Regions from separate parts of the Sus scrofa genome. Here region 1 is linked to region 2. Evidence: chromatin contacts called from public Hi-C data. All regions are on one chromosome and are shown on one strand. The core of a region is the stretch at or near the end of the contact, and the rest is flanking DNA. Distances in the headings are between cores, read along the strand shown. Region 1 holds the start of MYC (MYC proto-oncogene, bHLH transcription factor). Region 2 overlaps LOC106509952 (a long non-coding RNA gene).

What was found. A called contact is a pair of places that touch in the nucleus more often than the background predicts.
Region 1: a Hi-C map of embryonic fibroblasts shows a contact between it and region 2, with 3 times the contacts expected there. A contact is called at or near these places in 1 of 5 promoter capture datasets (fetal liver), 3 of 47 Hi-C or Micro-C datasets (embryonic fibroblasts and epiblast stem cells) and 1 of 2 datasets of targeted methods (skeletal muscle).

What each region holds. Positions count from the first base shown.
Region 1 is chr4:12,457,969-12,462,758 of Sscrofa11.1, reverse strand. It overlaps MYC (MYC proto-oncogene, bHLH transcription factor), which reads left to right and starts at 2,399. Exons shown (of 4, transcript NM_001005154.1): 1 at 2,399-3,019; 2 at 4,705-4,790. The coding sequence starts at 2,990.
Region 2 is chr4:12,329,262-12,334,281 of Sscrofa11.1, reverse strand. All of the region lies in intron 1 of LOC106509952 (a long non-coding RNA gene), which reads left to right. Among named protein-coding and RNA genes, the nearest start is that of MYC, 130 kb to the left of the region's middle.

The DNA.
Region 1 (4,790 bases), core at 1,150-3,649, 130 kb before region 2:
CTAAGATGTGTGGGTTACAGTGTTTTTTTTTTTTTGCTGCTTTAGAATTTTGCTGGACATTTTTTTTGGTATGCATACTTGTTAATTAGTTCACGTTTCCCATAAATAGCATCAGTTCTCTAGAGGTTGACAGTCGTCCATAAGTAATGGTGGGTTAATTTTCACCATCGCTTATGCGGCTGAATAGGTGCCTCTGAACCACTTTTCTCTCCAGTAATTCCGCTCATTTCCACCTCTCTGCAGTGGGCCTAAAGGAATCATAAAAAGGAGGCTGGAAACTCGCTTTAAGGAACCGTCCTGTCCACCACCCCACTAGAAACCCAGTGCTCCGGACGCCCCTGCCCCCACCGGACCCGCCCGCCTCCAGTTGGCATCCGGACGCAGCGATCCAGGTTGCCAGTAGAGGGCACACTTACTTTACTTTCTCAAACCCCGGGCGCGGGTGCAGCCCTGGGAGGGGGCAGGGGAAAGACGCTTTGCAGCAAAACCTTGACTAGGGATTGGTCGCTCCCGGTGCTTGCGGCAAAGGCCTGGAGGCTGGAGTAATTTGCAATCCTTAAAACTGAATTGTGCCCTGTGCCTGATTTGGAGGAAGTTACCACTCGTTTAACAATTGAACGCCGAACAGCTAACTCAACGGGTAATAATTTATCTCGAGCACCAGCATACTATACACGAGTCCCTCCCGGTCCCGAATTTTTTTGTTTTGGAGTGAGGGGGGAAGGGCGTGGAAAAGTTTACTTACAATGCCCTTGGTCTTTGTTTTTAAGGCTCCAGTAGAATGCAGAATAGCAAATCCCCAGGGAGTATGCATTATATATTAAATATAGATTCATTGAGGGAGCGAACAAATCATGTGCCATGTTGGGCAACGTTCTGGGTTGACGTGTACTGAAATGTATATAGATGTACATGGATTAAACGTGTGCATTTTCGCTGTGGTATTCCGAAAAAAAATTTAAGACTTTGTGAACAAAGACATTAATGCCTTAAGTTCCGTCAGTTTTTAATTGGCTCGACAGTACTCCCCCCCCCCAAAAAAAAAGGCACCTAATACTTGGCTCCTCTCCTTAGATCAGAATCCATGCATTTTTCTGTGCATGATCGCGAGTCCAATAATAAAAAGCAAAGAAGACCCAGAAAGGAAAGTCAACGTCCAGTTTGTCCGAGGAGGAAAGAGTTAACGGTTTTCGTCGCCAGGGACTATGCTGACTCCCCAGGCAGGATCCGCCAGCTCGTCTCCTTCCCTCTTCTGGGGAGTCTGGTCCTGCGACTCGCGTCCCCCTCCCCAGTATTCTCGCGTCTAGCGCCTTCGATTTCCCCCAACCTGGGAGCCCCAGCGTAGTGCAAACCGACGCCACGGGGCGCAAAAAGGATTCGTCTCTACTGAAACCTGGGTGCAGAACTGGGACCTCCGAGCGAGAGGTGCGGGGGTGTGGGATGAGGGTGCAGAAGGGCAGAGAGTGGGTGGGGAGCAGAGAGTGGGTAGGGAGCGGAGAGTCCCCCGCAGCGCGCACCCGCAAGCGCGCTCCTCCTTTACTCCAGCTCCGGAACCGGCAGAAAGATCTCAGGGCTTAGCGCGTCCAGGGGGGCAAGCGGGCTCCCGCGGAGGTCTGTGTCGGTCTGCGCCAGCGGAGCCCGGAGGTGAGGGGTCGACCGAGGCTTTGGCAGCGATTTAGGGGTTTCATTCTAGATGGAAGGTGCTCAGTCGAGGTAGCTGTACACACAGAATGCCTAACACCCCCAACAAATGCAGTGGGTGTTTATTCAGAACTCGCTCTCCAAGTATACGTGGCAATGCGTTGCTGAGTTTTTTAAAATAATTCCAGGTACCATTTTCCTCCCTACACCTCTGATCATTTTTCCCCATCTACACTTACCCCACACCACACACACACAACGCGCACCCGCAAATACCCCCTTCTTTCCTCCTCTCTTCGTAGGGCTTATTTTCCAAACGCTGCCCTTTCCCCAGTCTTAGGGAGGCGCCCCCTCGGCCCGGGACGTGCGTGGCTTGGCGGTGGGTACACCGTGTATTCTCAGTGTGGAGGGTCAGCTGTTCCGCCCGCGATGATTTAAGCACAAGGGACCAGTATGCGGTTTGTCACCCAGAGCGCTGCGCCAGAGGAGCAAGCAGCAGAGAAAGAGGGTTTGAGCGGGAGCAAAAGAAAATGGTAGGCGCGCGCAGTTAATTCATGCGGCACTCTTACTCTGTTTACATCCGAAAGCTCTGCGCACTGGAGTGCCAGGCTCAAAGGGCTGAGTCTCCTCCCTCCCAACCACCCAACCCCTCCCTCCCTCCCCGGGCTGAAGCGCCCCTCCCGGGTTCCCAAAGCCGAGGGCGGGGGGAAAAAGAAAAAAAAGATCCGCTCTCGCGAATCCCCGCCCACCGGCCCTTTATAGGCGAGGGTCTGCGCGGCTGAGGACCCTCCGGCTGCGCATCTCTCGGCTGCCGCCGCCTTTGCCGCACCCCGGCCACCGCTAGGCTCCCCACTGCCTCTGGAAGGGCAGGGCTATACAGAGGCTTGGCGGGAAAAAGAGCACGGAGGGGAGGGGTGTTCCTAGCAGTATAAAAGCCGGTTTTCTGGGCTTTCTCTGACTCGCTGTAGTAATTCCAGCGAGAGGCAGAGGGAGCGAGCGGGCGGGCCCTCCAGGGTGGAAGAGCAGAGCCGGCCGAGCAAGCTGAGTCGCGCTCTGGGCGCCCGGGGGAAGGGAGATCCGGAGTGAAAGAGGGTCTTCGCCTCCGTCCCGGCCGCCCCCACCCCACCCTGCCCGCCGACCCCTGCCAGCGGTCCGCCACCCGCGCCGCATCCACGAAACTTTGCCCACTGCAGCGGGCGGGTACTTTCCACTGGAACTTACAACACCCGAGCGACAACGCGACTCTCCGGACGCGGAGAGGCTATTCTGCCTATTTGGGGAGACACTTTTCCCTGTCGCTGCCCACGACTCGCTCCTCTGAAAGGCGCTCCTCGCCGCTTTTTGGACGCTGGATTTCCTTCGGATAGTGGAAAACCCGGTGAGCACCCAGACCTATTTGTCTTTTAATTTCTTCTTGCTACCGCTTTCAATCCGCGATGAGTCGAATGCCCGAATTGGGGTGTCTTTTCTCCCATTCCTGCTCTATTGACACTTTTCTCAGAGTAGTTGTGGTTGGTCGGGGTAGGGTGGGGACGAACCAGAGCTGGGTCGGGGTGCAATGACTTGTCAAGAAGGAAGAGAGGAAGGCAGAGGGAGAACGGGGTGCTTTTTTTTGAAAGTAGCCTTTAGAGGGGTTGGTTGTTTTTGTGTATTTTTGTTTTAATGTAGATGAACGCTGACCTCGGCCGGCTGGGCATTCTTGCTTTATTGCATTTGATTGCTTTTTTGCCTTTTGGAGGGAGAAGGGGGGTATGCTTCGCAGTGGGCAGAAAACCCTTTACGTCCTGAGCTCCTAGGAGTAAGAATTACATATTGCGTGTGGAGCGAGAGCTCCGCAGCCTCTGACTTTTTGCCGTCTCCGAAAGGGCATTTAAATTTCGGCTTACCGCATTTGTGACAGCGGAGACTGCGGCGAGTCCCGCCCGCCGATCCCCGCGGCGCTTCAATTCGCCCCCCGGCTCCTCTTAGAAGTTGGCGTTTGGCTTTTTAAAAGAATAATGAAATTAAAGCTCTTGGTCCTCGGAGATGTTAAGACTTGGTGTTGGGGAAGCGCGGGGACGGGGGAGAGGGAGGCTGGCGCAAAGATGTGTCCGATTCTCCTGGAATTATTGACTCGGGGGAAAACGAGGACAAATCTCCGCACCCCGCCTTGGCTCCTCGGCCGCCTCTGGTGTCCCCGCTCGGGTGTCCCTGCGATGCGGAGGGACTGCGGGCAGCGGGGTTCGGGGCTTTTCCAGAACAGCTGCTACCCTCGGCGGCGGGAGAGGGGAAGACGCCCGGCTTCGGGCGCGGAATTGCAGCAGGGTCTCTGGCGCAGTTGCGTCGCCGTACTGGGTGTTGCAGGGAGGTGTCTGTTATTTAACAGACCCCCCACACACCCTTTCATTGGTCGGAGGTGGGGGTTAAGGCCCGAAGACTGAGCTCTCTACCCCAGCCGGAGAGAGAAAAGAAGAAAAGCCGGCAAAGGAAGGAAGGGGGGCGCGCGGGGGGTGGGGATGGAGGAGGCGGAGAGGGGAGGTTGGGAGGGGCGGTGGCGCCGGCGGGGGAAGGAGCGCGGCGAGGGCGCGAGTGGGAACGGGCGCGGCGCGGAGGGGCCCTGGCGCGGGAGGGGGGCCGCGCGCAGCCGCTCCCGCCGCGGCGCCTCTTCGCCTTCCCCTTCAGGTGGCGCAAAACTTTGCGCCTTGGCGTTTGGCAGATTGTATTTCCCCACCGCCGCCTTCCCTGGCCTGTTAAAGGAGGCTAAAGCTGATTTCGACTGCCAGGCGGCCGCGGGGCCGACTCCCCGGCTTCGCGCTCCGGGCTCCCGGGGGAACGGAAGCTCCGTGGGCGCCACAGAGGTGGTTCACCAAGTGTGTGTCTGAGATAGTAGAGGGTCACTTCGAGGGGGTGGAAGGGTGCCTTTTTGTTAATCCCCCACTCCCACCAGCCGCTTTGGGGGATAGCGCTGGAAGGGGAGTGGTTCCCGATCGTGGCGCGCAGTGAGCGCTGCGCGGGGTTTCCACCCGAAAAAAAGACCCCATTAACTCAAGACGCGCCCCCCTCTTTGTGTGCCCCCTCCAGCAGGCTGCCGCGATGCCCCTCAACGTCAGCTTCACCAACAGGAACTATGACCTCGACTACGACTCGGTGCAGCCTTATTTCTACTGCGA
Region 2 (5,020 bases), core at 887-3,386:
TCTCAGTGACTTGCTGGACTTTAGAATCTGCTGAGTTTGGGAGTTTCTTTACCTGATGTGAATCATTCAGATCTGAAACACAAAACACGAAGCCGCAAAGGACCATTTAACAATGGCCCTATTCTCCAGTACCCCCCCCCCCACCTCCTGGAGTGTTAAATGGTGTGGCGTGTTTGCTTTGGATCATTGCTTTTGAAGAAACTGAAAAAAATCAGAGATCAAGTGGAAATTTGTGGGGCCCCTTCTCCCATCCCGCTTCCTTCCCTTCAACAGAAGTGCCGCTCTCCTGAACTTGGGCTGTCATAGGTCACCTTCTTACGCTTTGATACACATCCATGTGAGGTTCCCTTTGTGCATTTACAGTTCTTCTGGAAGTGGAAGAAGGTCAGGGTGTGATGGCTACTGTTTGTTCTCTTCACCCCGTGTTATGTTTGGGTGGTGCCACTGCTGTGTCGGTTCCTTCGTGCCCCTCGTGGTGGATTTGGGGGTGTTTCCAGGCTTCCGTGGTCATGGGAGGTGCTGGGCTGCGTTTCTCTGTGCACATCTCCAGGGGCATGTGTGGGTGTCCCCAGGGCGCAGAGCACAGGAAGCATACACTTTCAGAGGTTGCCACACTGTAGTCCCGTCGGAAGCGTTCCCTGGGTCTCTCCCTGGGAGCCTGAGAACCCCTCGGGGGTGTGTAGTGACCTGTGTCCCTATGCTGGGTTATATTGCTGCTTCAAGAGCCTTGAGAACCAGAGCACGACAGGAAGAAGAATGGCCAGTGGCTGCTTGTGGGGTTAATGAAGCCATTCCTGAGGTTTCATTTGCTCTCTAGTTAGCACCAAAATAAATACCTCCAAATGGCTCCGAGGTCTCCAAGTTGACGTTGCATTTTGAAATCAGATAGCACTGGCATTTTGCAGCTTCCTGAGGTTGGTGAATGCTTAGATAGCAACAAAAATAATGGTGAAAGGGAAAATGAGGGGAAACTCAGGCCCAGGCAGAGCAGGCTTTCGTGTGATGAGCGGGTGAGAAAAGGCTTATGGCCACATCTGGCATCCTGTGCTCCCAGGTGTTGGGATGAGAGAGGCAGGAGTGGGAGGACCCTGTTTTGCTGCCTGGAGAAGCCAGTGCTTTCCTGGCGCTTCTATGGTATAACGTTTGAGTCTCATTCCCAAATATTCTGTCCGTTGTTCAGGTCTTGGGCATAGTGAGTGCCGATGCGTAGGCACTGATGGCACAGGGGTATTTGTTACCTTTTATTGAGTTCCTACCATGTGCCAAAGTTGAAATAATCCTCCCAACCAGCCGAAGAGGTATGGATGCTCTCTGATTCTGATGTTCGAGGTGTGAGCATGGAGGAATCTCAGATAGGTTGGGACACCCAGCGAGTGAGGTGAAGCTGGAATGCCAAGCTTCCCTGCCACTCCAACCACGTTCCCGGGGCTGCCTGCACCCTGCCCCAGAAATGTCAAAACGCGTCTTGGGAAATGCCAGGACTCTGGTCCCGGATGGGCAGAGGTGGCCCTGCGGGAGCTGGATCTCACTGCCTGGTGGAAGTGACATTAGCCTGCTCTGTTTACAGTCCCCAGGTTTCCTGCAGTGTCTCGGGAAGCCACCACCGGGCTGGCCACCACCGGGGATGACCGGAAGTGATACCCCAGCTCTGCTGGCTTGCTGGCTGCATGTTGGCCTGGTGGCCGTAGGCGAGGGGGCAGGGTGGGCATGGCGGGTGAGAAGGAGAAAGACTACAAAGGAACAATTCAGGTCGCGTAGCGGGCAGACTCCTGGATTATTACCGGGTGCCTCAAGTGACCAGATTTGGGTTGAGAAGTCTGGGCTGCAGAAAGAGAACATGAAAATCTTTGGATTTTTTCAGAAGTCTTTGCCATTTTAAAGGAGTTTGTTTTCTAAGTTGTCACGGCTTTCAGATTCTTCCGAGGCAAGGGTTTATGGAGGTCGTGGAGGGGGGAAGGGTGGGAGTCAGGAAGAGGAAGAGGAAGATGGGGCAGGAATGACCACATTCCACACCCCACTGCTCGCAGATTCCATTTCTCTCCCAGGAACAACGGGCTGATTCACGGGGCTCCAGTGGCCTCGATCGCCTGGAGTCCTGCCCGTGCCTTCCAGGGACTGAGGAGGAAATGCCATTTCACTTACCCTGCGGCTGTGCATCCTTCATGCCATTCTCTGTCCTCATCTTGGGGCTGCCTCATCCTTTTGGCATTTGCCTCTCTGCTTTGCTTTTCTGGGGAGTATGTCAAGGCGACGTGGGCTACGGTTCCATGAAGCCCAGCCACACTTCCGTCCTCCACACGCAGTTGGTTTCGGGCGACCTGGGCTTCATGTTTTCAAGACGATCGGTAGTGTGGAGATTTGGTCCTTGTCACCTGTGCTTCATTAGTCCTTTAGGGCTCAAGACTTAGCTCTTAATCTGCAGTGGGACTCCTGGTTCAAAATCCCCAGTGTCCGATGGTTGGGATGGGGTCTCCCAGGACTGCTGGTTTCCTGGCTTGCTTTGGAGTCCACGGAGTGTAGGTGGGAGAGCCCCACTGTCACAAGGGTGGCGGGGGCGGGGGAAGCACACCCATTACCAGGGGTGAAAGGCAATGACAGATCTGCTGGGCAGCTTTCCACCGCTCCCAGATCCTTAACCCACCACTAGGCTAGGGATCAAACCCGTGTCCTCATGGATACTAGTGGGGTTGATAACCTGCTGAGCCACAGTGGGAGCTCCTGGAGGCAGTTTTTCCCAATGGGTGCAGGAGCTGGTGCAGAGGCTGTGCATGTGGGGGTCGGCCCCAGGGGATCCCGCAAACCATGTTCATCCTTGCCCTTGCCTAGAGGTCAGCTCTGCTACATAGGGGCCAGAGGAGCAGGTAGTGGGGTGCTTAAGCAGGGTCCACCTTCGACTCGGGCATCCCCTGGCCTATAGCGGGGCAATGGAAGGAGGGGGGATTGGCGAGATGGGGGCTGGGAGCCCGTGGGGGTAGGGTTTGGGGTGATGGAAGCTTGCACGAGGAGATGATGCTTTTGAAGCTTGTTTTTGCTTCTTCACACATTTCCTGGCCCTAGAAGCCAGCTTGGGCCTCTGAGATTTGGTGTCTCCTCTGCCATCTGGGGGAAGGGGCCTCTGTTTTGTAGGGTGGGTGGGAAATTGTGACCAGAAATAGTGCTGCTTGTAGGAAGCTGACAAAGAAGGCTGATCCTTCCCTCTTTTCTGAGCTGTTCTCTGTTGCAGGGAAATAGCGGTCAGCTTGACACCCCATGAAGCCTGTACCGGTGGCACTGGCAAAATTAAATGACTTCCTGATGATAGTAATTAGATTAGTAACTAATAATCAGAGCCGACATTCGTCTAGTTCTTATTAAGTCCTGGACAATGTGAATCAGGCCTCCTCTATTCTATGATTTAATTCCCACAGTCATCCTAGGCTTGCAGTGCTATAATTAGCCCCATTTTACAGATGAGAGAAACAATATCAGAGAGGCTGAGTGTAGTTTCTGAGGTCACACAGCTAAAAGTGGCTGCCAGGGCCTGTGCTGTGAACCCCTGTACAGGGAGCAGACAGACTCTGTGTGTGCGGAGGGCGGTAGAGGTCACGGAAAGGCTTTCCCGTGTTAGCGGATTGGTGGGGCAAGCTTGCTTGCAGGAGCTGTGACAAAGGCACCGCCATCGAGGATTCTGGAAGGGATGGGGATGTGGGCTTTACTCGGCCTCCTGCAGTTTGTCAGTCCCAGGGCCTGCGCTCGGAGGTCTGGGGCAGGCTGGGCCCACGGGCCCCCATCTGCTCCTGCACCTGCCCTGGACCGTGAGGATGCAGAGGAGGCCCAACAGGCAGGACTCCCGGAACCCCCTGACCTCCGCCTTCGGTCTCCGCCTCTGCCCATGTCTTCTGCGGGACTTCTCCAGAGCTGTGGTTGGTGGCCATGGACCTTTGTTCTGGACATGGCTTTTTCCAGGCCCGTGTCAGTTGTGTGGATCGGGCACATCTGTATGGGGAGCTCCCTCCCCGGGGAATACTGCCTCCTGCCTGCAGTGCTCCTGACCCGCCCATCAGAGCAGAGTGGCCGCTGCCTCGGCGTCCAGGCTTGACCGGCTGGCCTGGCAATACTCCTCGGGGCTGGGTCCCGGGGTCGTGAACCATGAACGGGACCACTGCAGGGGCTGTGAAGTGTAACGCTCGAGTCCCTTGGGGGGGGACTCTGGTCACTGCGAGCCAGGCGCTGCTTAGGGCGCCTTATTTCTGGCCATCTGACAACCCCTGTGTGGTCATGTTTTACAGACAAGGAGACCGAGGCCTAGGGAGGTGAAGGAACTTGCCCCAAGGCAGAGCCCTGAGGCCAGAGCTGAGCCTCAGCCGCTTGTGAGCGGGGGTCAGGGCTTCGGGGTGGCCGGGGGGGGGGTGCACGTCTTGGCTTCTTTCTCGTCTCAGATTCTTCTTATCTTAGGCAGAGACAGAAAGCGAGGCTTTCCTTTCCATAAACTGTTTTAACCGAACCTCACTGCAGATCCCTGGGCGGTGCTGGTTTCACTCTGGATAAAGAATGGGTGGGGCTCAGTGCGGATGGTTGGAAGGGGGCAGGGGTGCCGCCAGCCTTTGGAGGAGACCGGGATCAGACGCCTCTAGTGGGGTGAGCCCTGGGCCCGTGGCCATCTCTTCACTGCCTTGAAGGGGGAGTCTCTTTCCTCAGATGACACCTGTTTTAAAATTCAGCTCCCCCCCCGCCACCGTTCAGTGCAGGGACCTATGTCCAGTCTCTTGGGGTAGAGCATGAAGTGGAAGATGGCATGAGAAAAGGAATGTATATCTTTGTGTGGCTGGGTCGCTCTGCGTACAGCGGAAATTGACACAACACTGTATGTACATCAACTATATGCTAAGAAAAAAAACTCTGCGACTCAGCAGTTTGAGCATTTGGAGCTGGGTCTCAGCTCACTGTGCAGAAATCTATACTAAACACATAGACAGTTTAGGAAGAAAGATTGTTTTTCTGAAGGGTATATAATTGTAAGAGCTGAATTGGGCAGCACTTC